2 separate regions of the Mus musculus genome follow, and region 2 is linked to region 1. The links are chromatin contacts, called in public Hi-C maps. All regions are on one chromosome and are shown on one strand. Each heading gives the region's core, a stretch centred on a gene start, on an enhancer-like site or on the middle of the called end of the contact. The rest is flanking DNA. Distances are from core to core; before and after follow the strand shown. Region 1 overlaps Gm40121 (a long non-coding RNA gene). Region 2 holds the start of Csf1 (colony stimulating factor 1 (macrophage)).

Region 1 (6,574 bases), core at 3,104-5,603:
TCAGGCTTGCCTCAAACTCAGAAATCCACCTGCCTCTGCCTTCCAAGTGCTGGCATTAAAGGCATGCGCCACCACTGCCCGGCTGAATAAGACTTTCTTGTAAGCTGGTTCTTCCAGGTATTTCTGTGACAGGAATGAGACGAGCAGTGAGTACGGTGAGCTCACAGTAGCATACCACTATTACTGTAAGTCTACAGTTGAAATTAGGACTCATTTTGGTATTGTATATGCACTTCAAAAATGAATGGTGACATGTATATTCCAGTGTCATATGGAACACTTCCCTTGCTAGTATGAATACCTTTTAATGGTTTCCTGCTTGTTTTGTTTTGTTTTGTTTTGTTTTCATTAGTTAGCACTTTTAGTATTATGCTGAAAGAGAATGAGGAGAGAGGATACCCTGGCTTGTTCCTCATTTTAGTGGGAAACTCCTAATTCCTCGAGTTAGTTATGATGTTAACCATAGGGTTTTCATAAACGTTTATTCTCTGTAGTAGGTTGGTCTGAGTGTGTGAGGTTTATGATATTCTCAAACAACCAGCTCTTCATCTCACTGATTTCTCCACGTTTTATGTTTTCAATTTCACTAACGTAGCCCCTCACTTTTACTACATCTTTTCATCTGCTCACTCTATATTTAATTTGGTATTTTCTAGCTTCCCAGGGTGGAAACTTAGATATTATCTTAGTCATTTTAGGCTACAATAACAAAATGCCATCAACTGGGTGACTTAAATGACATACATTGATCTTTAACAAGACTGGGAAGCCCAAGGTCATGGAAGGCTCTACAGAGGACCCTCTTCCTGGCTTGCACTTGGTTTCCTTCTTGCTATTACCTTGCTCCACCTTGAATGGTGGAGAAAACTCTGGGGTCTCTTCTCTTTTAAATATACAATTTATTTTTCTTTTATGCTCATTGCTGTTTTGTCCACGTGTGTGTCTGTGTGAGGTTGTCAGAAGCACTGGAGCTGGAGTGACAGGTAGGTGTGAGCTGCTATGTGGGTGCTGGGAGTTGAACCTGGGTCCTCTGGAGGAGTAGCCAGTGCTCTTAACTGATGAGCCAGGGATCTCTTCTTATGACACTAATCATTGTGTGTGTTCTGTTCTCATGATCTCATTTGAACTCTTTGTAGACTAGGATGACCTTGAACTTCTGATCCTTCTGCCTCTACCTCCCAAGTGATGGGATTACAGGTATGTATGTGCCTGTACCTGGTTGATGTGATGCTATGAATTGAACCCAGGGCCTTGTGCATGTTAGATAGGCACACTACCATCTGAACTATATCCCTAGACCTTGCCTGCCACTCAGTGCCCTTAGTTTTCTTTTCTTTTTTAAAATTTTTTTTCTTATTTTTCTTGTAACAATTACATTTCAATTTTTTTTACTTTTCCCTAAAAAATATATTTTTTAGTGGTTGCCCTAGAATTTGCAATATACATTTACAGCTAATCCAAATCTATATTTATATAATAATCTCTATTTTTATTTTTAATATTTTTCTTTCATTACTTTTTCTCTTTACAATTGTTCTTATTGTAAATATCTCATAACAACAAAAATTCCTAATTTCCTCCTTCTCTCCTTTGAGTCATAAGATTATACATTCAAACATACTTAGTATATTATTGCTGTTATTTTGAACAAACTGTTACCCATAAATCAACTAAGATTTTTTACATTGAAGTTTTAACTACCTTGACATTAATTGTTTTAATCACACAAACAGAGCCTCCTTTTCTGGGGCTCTTCCTTTTGTCAGGTACGCCTGTCTGTGACCTGTGCCCCTATATTCTTGTCTTTGAAGAGCTTTTTAACATTTCAAGTAAGGCAGGCAACACATTTCCTGGTTTTGTCTTAAGCAATCTATTTCTTCTTCACGTTTTTTTTTTTTTTTTTTTCTGATTCCAGATGGAATCTTGAATGTGGCCCAGGCTTATCTTGAACTCCCAAGTTCAAGTCACCTGTACCTGCCTTTGCCTTCCGTTGCTGGGGCTCCAAGGCATATACCTCAGTACCCACTCTGTTCACTTTCGGAGCCTCCTTTCTCACAATTCCAGACTGTCTTTTCCTTCCCCCTCAGCGTAGTAAGCATTTCACATCACACTTTTCTCATTTGCTTGGTTTTGGAGGAATTCCTGTCTTCACTCCTGTGTAGGTAAGGCTTCTTTTCCCCTGATGTTTAAATATCCTAGGTGTGGTTTTTGTTACTGTTGGTGTTGGTGTATTCATTTCCCTCTATATCTCAGATGGGGTGTGCTAGTGAAAGGAGTGCTGAGAAAAAGGCCATTTGGTGTACATGCATGTAGATAGTGGGAGTGAATACTCAGTAACATGCCAGATAATTCAGCCTGGTGTTGGAGCTATGAGCTCACAGGGCTTCTTAGTCTCTGCCCGCACACCTCTCACTGAACGACAGAGAGGAGTTGTGCTGTCACTGAGTAATTCCCTTCTTTCTGTTATTAGACTCTGGAAAAACTTCATTAGGACTGCCCTCAAGGGACCTATTTTCCCTCGAGGGCAGTCCTAACACACTGTTCTCTGGCCTTGGTATTTCATAATGCCTGTTCTTCCCCAGAAGTATCAGATTTTTTTTTTCCTCTAAAACAGTGGTTCTCAACCTTCCTAATGCTGCAACCCTTTAATACAGTTCCTCATGTTGAGGTGACCCCCAACCATTAAATTATTTTCATTGCTACTTCATAACTGTAATTTTGCTACTGTTACGAATCAAAGTCTATATTTTCCGACGGTCTTAGGTGACCCAAAGGGGTCACAACCCACAGGTTGAGAATGCTGCTCTGTAGTCTTTGGGAGAAACTAGAAGCCCCTGGACTAGAAGTAATGAAGATTTCCCCCACTCTGTCCCACTGTCTGGGACCCACTGAAGTCTTCACAGCTTGAGCTGGTTATACACTGAGCACTAACTAGCAAGTCCTCCACTACAATCTAGGCTTTCTTACCCTGGTTCCTGGGAGCTTTCTGCTCCAGTTCTCTGCTGAGTTGTAATTCTCTGTATCTGCATTTCTGATTGTAGGGCGGGGCACAGTTTTCCCTGAGGCTCCTTTGCTTTGAGGGATCTAAGAACACCTGCTGATTTTTCAGTTTGTTCAGACTTTTGCTTTTTGTTTTCCCTTGTTGAGATGAAGTGATGACTCCCCAACTAGTTCCTCACATACTGGATATGAAACAGCTAATTAAAATAATTTAATTGTTAAAATGTTACATTTTATCATATTTTTAAATTTTTTAAATGAACAAGTAAGGAGTTGATCAGTGGGGAGCAGACATAAGGAGTAAGGTGATTTTTCCAAATCTCTGCCACCATTATGTCAAATTCAACATATTTGGAACCCTTTATTTAACCTTCTGTATTAGCTACTTTTGAGTTAGTGTGACCATAACACCTGACAGAAACAGTGTAAGGAGTAGCTTTGGCTTATGGTTTTTAGAGCATTTGAGACTGTGGCAAGGAAGGCATGGCAGAGGGAACTTGTGGCAGAGGCTGCTCATGTCAGTGCTAGGCAGAAAGCATACAGGGACAGAGGATCAGGCATCAGGTATAACCTGCAAAGGCACATTCCTCTTGACCCACACAGCCAGCCATGCCCTATCTTCCATGGCATCCCAAAAGAAGTGTCCCTGGGGAGTAGCATCCAAAGCCTGAGCCTATGGAAGACATTTCCTATTCATCCACAGCACTTACCTGGCTCCCTGTGTTCTTGAGTCTTAGTGCATGCCTGTTGAAATTTCTATCAGCTATCCATGTTCAAAACTGTAACTCATATTTGACACTATTCCTACCTAAAGTTTTATCAGTTGTCATAACATGTCTATTATGCATCTGCAACTTAGTTTATATCTATTTTTCTCTAATCTTCTTGCTCCTTCCATTGTTCTTCATTGCTCCCCAGAATTTTCATAACATCTTCATAAAAGTCAGCTTTGGGCAGGGTGGTGGTGGCAGCATCACTACACGCCTTTAATCCCAGCTCTTGGGAGGGAGAGGCAGGCAGATCTCTGTGAGTCTGAGGCCAGCCTGCCTTACAGAGTGACCAGTACAGTAATTCCTAGACAGCCAAGGCTACACAGAGAAGCCTTGTCTTGAAAAACAAAACAAAACAACAAGAAGTCAACTTTAGAGTCAGAATAACATGAAATTAAACCCTGGCTCTACCACTGTAACTGTCTGGCCTTCAGCACAATACAGTTACCTTTTAAGTGCAGGCACCATCTGCCAAATTGATGCAGCAACACTCAAATTAGGAGATGGCTCTGAGGACTGAAAACCATGTGGGCCAGCACTATGTCTTAAGTGCACTATTAATTTTATTAAGCAAAGCAATCTCTGCAAGACTTTGACCATCTGCTGGGTGCAAAGTAAGTACTTAGCTTTTGATGGCTGCTTTATATGATTATTCTTTACCTGGGTCCCACTGAATTTTACTGATCATTTTAATCATGCCTGTCCCTTGTTCAGAACCTTTCTTTAGTCTCTCTTACCTTTTGCAGTAAACTCAAAGTCCTTTCCCAGGCATTCAAAGCTGTTCCCAATTGTTTCCTTTTCTTTTCAGTTTTACTACTTGCTCACTGCACCCCAGACATACCCTTGCTGTTTTATTTCTCTCTAGTTTATTCGATCTCTCGCCTCTTGCTGGCCCCTGGCTGGAATGCTCTTTCTTCTTCCATGTTGCTCAGTAAATATTTGCTAAGTAACTAGATTGTGTTCTTTGGAAAGACTTTCAGAGAAGCCAGTTGCATCCAACCATATGCTCCTCCTGTGATGGAGACACACAGGGAAAATTATGTTTACTTTTGGCCAGACTCTGTAGGGGAGGCATGTATACAAATGGAGAAGTTTCAAAGAAGTCCCTCCTGTTCTACCACCCTCCTCCTGAATGCCAAGGCTGTAACTGACCGTGCTAGACTCTGCTGTGTCAAGTAACCTCCCGGTCCAGGGTACTGGTACTGATTAGAGCAGTTTTAGCATCCTCTGGAGAGAGTAGAGGACAGCTGCAGCATCAGCAAACATTGCACAGGAATTTAGAATATGTTTCTAAATTTTGCTGTAGTGGAAAAAAAAAGTCTCTGACTAAGATGAGCCTGTGCGCTAAAAGGATGGGTGAAAGGGGCTGAGGCTGCATGGAGCTCTGGCCCGTGGTGCCTGGGGCATCTCTGCTTCTCTTGTGTTTTGAGAATGTATGGTATGAGAAAGTAAATATCTGTCAGGGGCTGGGGAAAGGCAAACCAGCAGAATGTTATCTACTTCTATGCTATCCGGGCCTAACAAGGTCCTCTAAAAGGGAGCTTTACCAAAGACACAGAAGACTTTCTACTTGTGGACTTTTTCCTGGGAGATATAAACACATGTCTACTTAGTCTTGATAGGGCACCAATGGCAGAGCAAAGGAACAGTTCTTCCCTAGTCCGGTATGGGTGATGGTTTCCCCATGGATGTATGGACTTTTACCCTTCAGTGAACTTCTCACTCTTAAGGTGAGAAGGTGTCCCTTTAAGGTTTCCCTTAAGCACCATCTGAAAGTTTGTAGAGCTGGGACAGAAATACACAGAGCAAAGAGGGGCAATACAGGAAGGAATGGCTGGAACCTCAGGTGACCTTCTTATGCCCCTTAGCCCCTTCTTCTAAGAGGAAACATCAACAGGACTCATCTTGAGGGTCACTTGAAAGTAGCCACAGCTATTCTGATTAAGACTGCAGTTAGTATTATGTTCAGAGGGTAGTGTTCCACCAGGACTACAGAATGGGGCGGTTCAGGTGAAGTCTTTCTTCTCTGAGCACTGGGTTCTCATCCAGGGAAGAGCATCTGGTTCAGAACAAGCTTCTTGTTGAAAATGCTAAGACGTGTTTACAACATTTGGAGCGATAAGTGTAGGAGATGACAAACAGGCTTACCCCGCTGAGTAATTTATCAGCATCTTAGCCTATCTTAACTTATACTATCTAGCTTGTTAAAAGGCCTTTAGTTTAATTCCCACAATACACCCAACTTTTCATTTGTTCAGAGAAAGAGATGTGTTTAAGCCTGGAGCAAGCTCTGAAATCAGATGAATTTGACTTTGAAACAGTTTCAACCACTTGCTAGCTCTGTGAGCTTAGAACTTAGAAACATTCTGAAATTTAATTTCCTTGTTTTGATAAGTTGAGTGGCAGTGCTGAGGTTAAGGTTTTTTGTAAATATTTAATAAAAAAAGTGTGTAGAGTGCCCGACAGAGTTGGTACTCAATATTGAATGACTGTTGCCACTATGGTTTCTGGAGTGTTTCCACACCACTCCATTCTCCATCCAAATTGCCTTCTTGAAGGCCATTCAACTACAAATGTGACAGTACTTCACCCTCTCTACTTGCTGTCTCAGTAACTATGAATAATCACAGTGTAGAGCTCAGTGGCAGCCTCATCACATGACCTTCCAGTTGCTATCACTCTCCTGGGTGTTTCTGACTTTAGTACAAGAAACTGATGCTCACAAAAGAACAGGGACTTGCCCAAAGCAAGGGCAGCTTTGGAGTCACAGCTTAAATCCTTGGTTTCCAAAGCACATGCTCTTT
Region 2 (6,836 bases), core at 2,441-4,940, 46 kb after region 1:
TCCCTAGCTACCCCCATGTCCCACTAAGGGCAAAGAAACAACGCCCCATTCCCATGCTGCAGCACCATTAGATTCTTATCAGCCAGGGCACCACCTCACTCTTCCCTTGGTAATAGCCCAAATGCCATCTTCTCCAAGAACTCTTCTGAGGTTAACCCAGAGCAGCTCAACAATACAGAGTACTTTAAAAGACAATTTTAAAAGGCTTACTGTTTTTGTTTTGTGTTTATGAATATTTTGCCTGCTTGCATGCACACACTCTATGTGCTTCCTTCTTGGAATCTCCTGGACCTGGAGGTATGAATGGTTGTGAACCATCATCTAGATTCTGGGATTTGAACCTGGATCCACTGCAAGAGCAACAAGTGTTTTTAAATGATGAGCCACCTTTCCATCTTACAGAGAATGTCTAATGATAATACTGGTGGTGTGCCAACCAGTATAAGTTTTAGTGACTGAGAGACTCAAGGGTAAGATTTTCTATCCTTTTAACTTTTAACACTGAGACAAATAGATACCTTGTAAGCTGCCTTCAAACTTGTGGTCAGTCACTAGCTTTCAGATTGCAAGCCAGAAACACTCATTACCCCTGGCACCTTCCTTCCTTCCTTCATTCCTTCCTTCCCACCTGGTTACACAGGTCTGGTTCTACAGGGGAAAATACCAGGATGCAACACTGGGAACTCAGCTCCAGTGGGAGACCTCCTAGAGCCTTGGACTTGCATTTCAAGAGGAGTCCAGCTGACTAATCAAGGACAATGCTGTGTTTCCCTGCTGGCATCTGTTTATCTGAGACCCATCAGGCCCTTCATCTAGTCAGCAAACTCTTGCCACAGCAAGAAAGTTCTCTCCTTTCCGTCAGCACCCACCTGGCCCTGCAGCTGCTCATCCCTAGAGTCCTAGGTCTGGCTCCTGACACCTGACTGGGTCCTTCCTTTCTCCTTTCTTCCTTCCTCCTCCTCTACTCTAAAATCCTTCCATCCCTTCGGGCTCCAATAGGGTATCCCGGGAGATGCCAGCCTGGGGCAGAGGGACTCTTGGGCTTTCTTTCCCTGGCCTGATGCTGCCATTCTGAGCATTCTGGCTGCTGATATCCCCCAATTCAGGGAAATGCTGGCAGGGTGGAGTGATGACTGGCACCTTCTTGGATCTGGCTCTGCCCCAATAGTCCAGATGATGAGACAAATGTTGCAAATAGGAGCGCATTGGAAAAACACAGGGAGGCTATGAAACAGTCCATAACAACACTGGGTTACATCTAAAAGCCCAAAGCCTTGCCAGTGAGTACCAGGGAGGAAAGGCAGCTTTGGCTGGGCCATGCGGAGGGAAGAGTGAGGCCTTAAAGGGTGGAAGATGCTGATGGGTGTTAAGGCACAGGGTTGCCTAATGCCATTACGCACAGGACCTGTTAGGTTCCTTGCCTGACCTTAGAGAGAGAGAGAGACAGAGAGTCAGAGACAGACAGTCAGAGACAGACAGTCAGAGACACAGAGTGACAGACACAGAGAGACAGGGAGAAAGAGGTGGGGGAGAGGGTGCAGCCAGCTATGGGTTGATAAACTGCATTGGGCATGGTTGGGCAATTGGAAAGTTAGTCCTGAGTGGGAGTGGCAGCCCGGGTCTCCTGAACCCCAGTCTCAGAACCTGTTAAAGGAAATGACTGCAGAAGATGACTCTGGCCCAGGCTGGTATCACTCAGCCTGTCAGTCCATGTGTGTATGGTATGAAGGAAAGGACCCGGGAATGGAGATGTTCAGAAATATCTCAACCCAGGAATTTCAAGCCATTGATGTTTGGAGATAGCAAGATAAAGACATTACTTCAGGGCTACCTGGCTTTTGGTGGCATTTCAAGCATGCACAGAAATAATGCACAGCTGCTGGCTTCAAAGATGACCAGCCACTCCTGGATCTGGCTCTGTAACCCCAATGCTGCCATAGACAGGGATACAGATGGACACCCAAGGGTTAATACTCTAGCCTGCATCTGGCTGGACAGGCTCTTCCTGGCTTGCTTCTTCCTCCCACCCACTGCCTCAGCCTCTGACTATGAGAGCAGCCTGGAAACTGCGGCAGTCTCTGAGCACTTCAAGACATCATGTTCCATTTTCCAATCAGTACAGTCTGCAGACAGAGACCCGGCCTGACTGCCTGGCTGAACCTCGGCCTCCTCTCTTTCCTCTTATGTCTCCTTGTAGTCTTTCTTTTCTTCCCTCTTCTCTCTTTATGCTTGTTGCATGTGGGATAACTTCCTCCCTTCCCCTCCTCCTAACCCCACCTTCTGCCTCTCACTGAGCCCCTCTCTCTGCTGTTCTACTTTTCTCTCCTCCCAGACACCTGCAACGCGCTGCCCATCACAAGTTCGGTTCCTACCCTCCAGGTTTTCCCTCTCATTCTCTTCTGAAGCAAACCCACTTGCTGTGGATTGAAAGTACCATCCTTCACTCTGTAAGAGCCATGCTATCATCTGCTGCCATTACTGGAGACAGCTTCTGAGCAGCCCATTATCAGCTGCAGCTCTGAACTCTCCTTGCACTTTCTTTCCTCAGTCAGCCGCAGAGTCTAGAATAGCCCCATCTCATTTTCTTCAAGAAAAGATTCGGGTCCAGCTCCCCTCAAAGAGCCACCCAAGTCCCTAATAGTTCCTACACATCCATTGAACAAGTAGCAGCATGCCCATCTCTCTCTCTCTCTCTCTCTCTCTCTCTCTCTCTCTGCCAACAGGTTGCTCAGCACAGGTCCTGGTGTAAAGCTGAGTGAGCCTGAATTTTCCCTACCCTGAAGGCCCACTCCCAACTGGGGCCTAAAACATGTGCAACAACCAAAGAAAGATATCTACTGGGGATGATGCCACACTCGGATCTTGTGTCACTCGGAACCTGGAGACCTGGTTGACCATTCTGGCAGACATTGGGCCTGTGCCAATCCCTGCGATACCCCCCCCCCCCAGACCCCCATCTCTCTCTCCAGCCTGTGGGTAGCTCAGTGTTCTCCTCCGTGCAATGGGATGAGCAGCCTTCTCTTTACCTCGCAAAGCGCTGCAGCCCCAGGAGCAGCTATTGAAATACCGCGGGCCTCAGCCGTAGCTTAGAAGCAGTAAGGAAGCCAGAACCCAGGGCCGAGAAGCCTGGGCAGCTGGCGAGAAGGGGCTGTCCGCTCCAAGTGGCCCCGCAGAGCCGCCTGCTGCTTGCTGCAGAGCTCCTGCCCCAGCCCGGCCCGGGCCCCGCGCGCCACGGTTGCAGCTTACCGAAGAAGGGCAGCGCCCCGCGGCGCCCCGCGCGGTCATACGGGCAGCTGGGTCCCGGCACGGCGTGTTGGCCGCCCTGGTTCGCTCGCTCCCTTGCTCGCTAGTGGCTGAAGAGCCCGCGCCCCGGTCGAGGGCCACGCCGCTGTCCTGGGATGCAGAGAGCCGCAGCGACACCGAGAGCACCGAGGCAAACTTTCACTTTCCCCTGGCCGAGCTTCGCTGGCCAGCCCTCGGCACAGCCTTTTAAGCGGGCGGGCTGGCGGGGCATGTGGTTTATGGGAAATCACCCTGGCTCTCCGCCAGACACACACAGACATACACACACACAAACACACTCACAGGCACTGACACATACTACACCCCAGAGGCCCACTGAGCCGCCGACTCCCTTCCCCCAAGCGGGCCGCCTGGTCGTCCCCGCTAGCTCTCTTCCCCGTCGCTCTGTGGCTGTGCAGCCTCCTCAAAGTAACCCGGGCTCCACCGCCCTCCCCCGCCCTTCTCGAGCTCTGGACAAGACACTGCCTTTCCTTCTGTGCTCGCCACTCTTGTCAATCTCGTGTGATTGTTCTCGGTCTAATGCTGGCCCCTAGGGACTTTCCCTCAAGGCCCGAAAATCCTCAAATCTGAGCAGGAAACGGACAGAGTACATTGAACAGGACTTGAATGGGGATGGACCAACGCCTCTCTGCTGCAGCTCCATTCAAGTCCCTCATGGAACCCAGGGCAGCAGGTTTGCAGATTGGCTTGCTCCCTCCTATGCATTGTTCAAAGAATCTACTATACTACTATACTATCCTCTCCCCTGGCTGTAGGGAGAAGTGGGGAGCATCCAGCTACCTGGGTAGGAGAGGAAGGACTTGGTCCTGTGACAACTAGCTGGGTGTTTCTGCACTCTGCCAGGAGACACTTCAGGTGCTTAACCTGAAAGCACTGGCTGGCCCCCTGCTCCTGGGCTGCCAAACCCAGCTTATGTGGAAAGGTTGGTGTGCCTGGACTCTAGATTTCCCTCAACTCTGTTGGAAATGCATTTGTGCAATCACATTTTGTCTTTACATGAGAATGGATCTAGATTAACCTATCAAGAGGAGCCTATTAATTATATTGCCAACGTCAGGATCTTTTTCTTCCTTCCATTTATCCTGATTCAATGTGTTTCAATCCCGTCATGCCCAGATGAGTGGTCTGGTCTCAAAGGGGCACTTTTGTCACGTGTCCTCCATTTCCTTGCACTACCTAGCTCAGAGCAACAACGTCCCTCATAAACCTTTGCTCAGGCTGCTTCCTCGGACATGAAGTCTTCCTTTCCCCCATCCATCTTAAGGTGAATGTCTCACCTTTTAAGGTTATAATCACATCTTATCCTTGTCTTGCAAAGCCTTCTGGGATGCTTCAGGCTGATGGATAATTCCTTCTTTCTGTGTTCCCACTGGACGCAACCCATTCCTCCCAGTTAAGTTGGCATTCATTCATTCATTCATTCATTCTCTACATTATTTTAAACTGGTGGTTCTCAACTTGTGGGTGGCAACCTCTTTGGGGGGTCACAAGTCAGATATCCTGCATATCATATGCTTTACATTATGATTCATAACAGTAGCAAAATTACACTTGTGAAGTAGCAATGGAATAATTTTGTGGTTGGGGCGCCACCACAACATGAGGAACTGTATTGAAAGGTCTCAGCATTGAGAAGGTTTAGAACCACTGAATACTAGTGATAGTAGTGATTACGTTTAGAATCACTGAATACTAGTGATAGTAGTGATTACGTTTAGAACCACTGAATACTAGTGATAGTAGTTATTACGTTTAGAATCACTGAATACTAGTGATAGTAGTGATTACGTTTAGAATCACTGAATACTAGTGATAGTAGTGATTACGTTTAGAACCACTGAATACTAGTGATAGTAGTGATTACGTTTAGAACCACTGAATACTAGTGAGAGTAGTGATTACGTTTAGAACCACTGAATACTAGTGATAGTAGTGATTACGTTTAGAATCACTGAATACTAGTGATAGTAGTAATTACGTTTAGAACCACTGAATACTAGTGAGAGTAGTGATTACGTTTGACCTGCACCCTGAGCTGGGAGGCTTCCTCTGGGTAGCACCCCATTTCACTTCACTCCGAACTGATAGACATAGCACATAATAGGAATTAAATTAACTGGGCAGTTGGAATGGATGAGTCACTTGACAGACATTCACTGCTAACTACAGGCCAGTGTAACAGTGACCGTGATAATATGGCCCCCTACTCAGATGTGAGCCACTGGAAGCTGAGGGCTTGGGACTCAGGGCTTCTCGGAGGAATGCAGAGATAGCACTTGGCCAGAGACATGATCAAGGCTTATTTCCTTCTTTGGTGGAATAGTCTTTATTCTGGTCTGGAACAATAAAGATTTAACCACAGCTCTTAAGACAAAAAGCAAGAGGAAGCCATGTAAGTAAGATATGCCTGCAGAGTAGCTGAGAAAAAGATCACATTTTACTGGTTCCATCCTCCTTTACAAACCGGTTTCTGCCCAGGCTTATGGAACTTGGAGTTAGAGCATCTTCTACATCAGCACAAGGACCACTCAGCCATCCATCACATAAGTGCAAAGCATGGAACCCCTTTCCCATCCTACTGAAACCCTTCACATATTACCTGAATCCACCATTTACAAGAAACCTGCCCTTGACAGCTCTGCCCAGTCGTTTGCATTGTGGCTGTGGATGGATGCACATCTTTTGCTCTCAAAGTCTATAAAATGAAGCCAATGATTTCTCTTCATCAAGTTATTGGGCAAACTAAAGCAAACGTGTGTGTGTGTGTGTGTGTGTGTGTGTGTGTGTGTGTGTGTGTATACCATGGCATTTGTGTAGGAGACAGAAGAAAACTAGTGGGAGTTGGGTCTCTCCTTCCACTATGCAGGTCCCGGGGTTGAACTCTGGTTATCAGTCTTGGTAGCAGACGTCTTTAACCACTGACCATCTCACCAGTTCCCATTTTATTATTTTTATTTTTTACTCTCTAATCACTGACACAACAGTGGTGGTGTGGACTTGGGAATCTCAATGCCAGAACTTTCTCCCACCTTGACCACCCACTTGCTGTGTAACTTTAGGCAAATCCTTTCTGTTCTTCTTTCCTCGTTTGCCCAAAGGAAATAATAAGATCTCTGTTCATGTGGCATTACAGAGGAATGAACAAGACCATCCATAACTGGACTTCCACAGTAGGACTTGTAGCTCCCTTACTTGTGTTACTTTAACACAAGGCATTGCGCTTCTGGTGGCTAACCAAGCTTTGCCTTCATGCACAAGGAAGTCAAGTCTGGAAGAGCTGATGATGTGTTTAAAGTGGCTGCTCCATAGTCTCCTCTGACTGCCCAAAGGGACTGATTCTGGCATCCTCCCCTGTCTGACTCTCCAGAGTCTTCACTGGATTTCAGGGTCCTGTGAATCCAGACAGGCCAGTGTGAGCCCTTCCATGCAAGAGAAATAATGGAATCATAGAATTGAAACCTTTTTAAAATCCTTGTACTGCTTTAGATGAGGAAATGGAGACCCAGACAGACTAAGCCACCTCTTCCAGAATC

What was found. A called contact is a pair of places that touch in the nucleus more often than the background predicts.
Region 2: a contact with region 1 is called in a Hi-C map of uterus, with 2.7 times the contacts expected there. The contact joins the promoter of Csf1 here to the enhancer-like site in region 1. A contact is called at or near these places in 19 of 39 promoter capture datasets (the 3T3-L1 cell line, 3T3-L1-derived adipocytes, the C10 cell line and 13 more), 3 of 15 datasets of contacts at CTCF or cohesin (the NIH/3T3 cell line and large pre-B cells), 139 of 484 Hi-C or Micro-C datasets (8-cell embryo, the AML12 cell line, B cells and 79 more), 11 of 115 datasets of contacts at active chromatin or transcription factors (the 230-238 cell line, VIP interneurons, bone marrow-derived dendritic cells and 7 more) and 5 of 9 other capture datasets (adipose tissue, embryonic tail, liver and 2 more).

What each region holds. Positions count from the first base shown.
Region 1 is chr3:107,709,803-107,716,376 of GRCm38.p6, forward strand. All of the region lies in intron 1 of Gm40121 (a long non-coding RNA gene), which reads left to right. Among named protein-coding and RNA genes, the nearest start is that of Ahcyl1, 17 kb to the left of the region's middle. Within about 2 kb of position 4,354, at least 22 of the 459 cell types and tissues checked have an H3K27ac peak or open chromatin away from gene starts, as enhancers often do. A contact at or near this core is called in stem cell-derived motor neurons and uterus, where this site is marked.
Region 2 is chr3:107,756,779-107,763,614 of GRCm38.p6, forward strand. It overlaps Csf1 (colony stimulating factor 1 (macrophage)), which reads right to left and starts at 3,691. Exons shown (of 9, transcript NM_007778.4): 1 at 3,247-3,691. The coding sequence starts at 3,285. The region is part of intron 1 of Gm40121 (a long non-coding RNA gene); the gene reads left to right.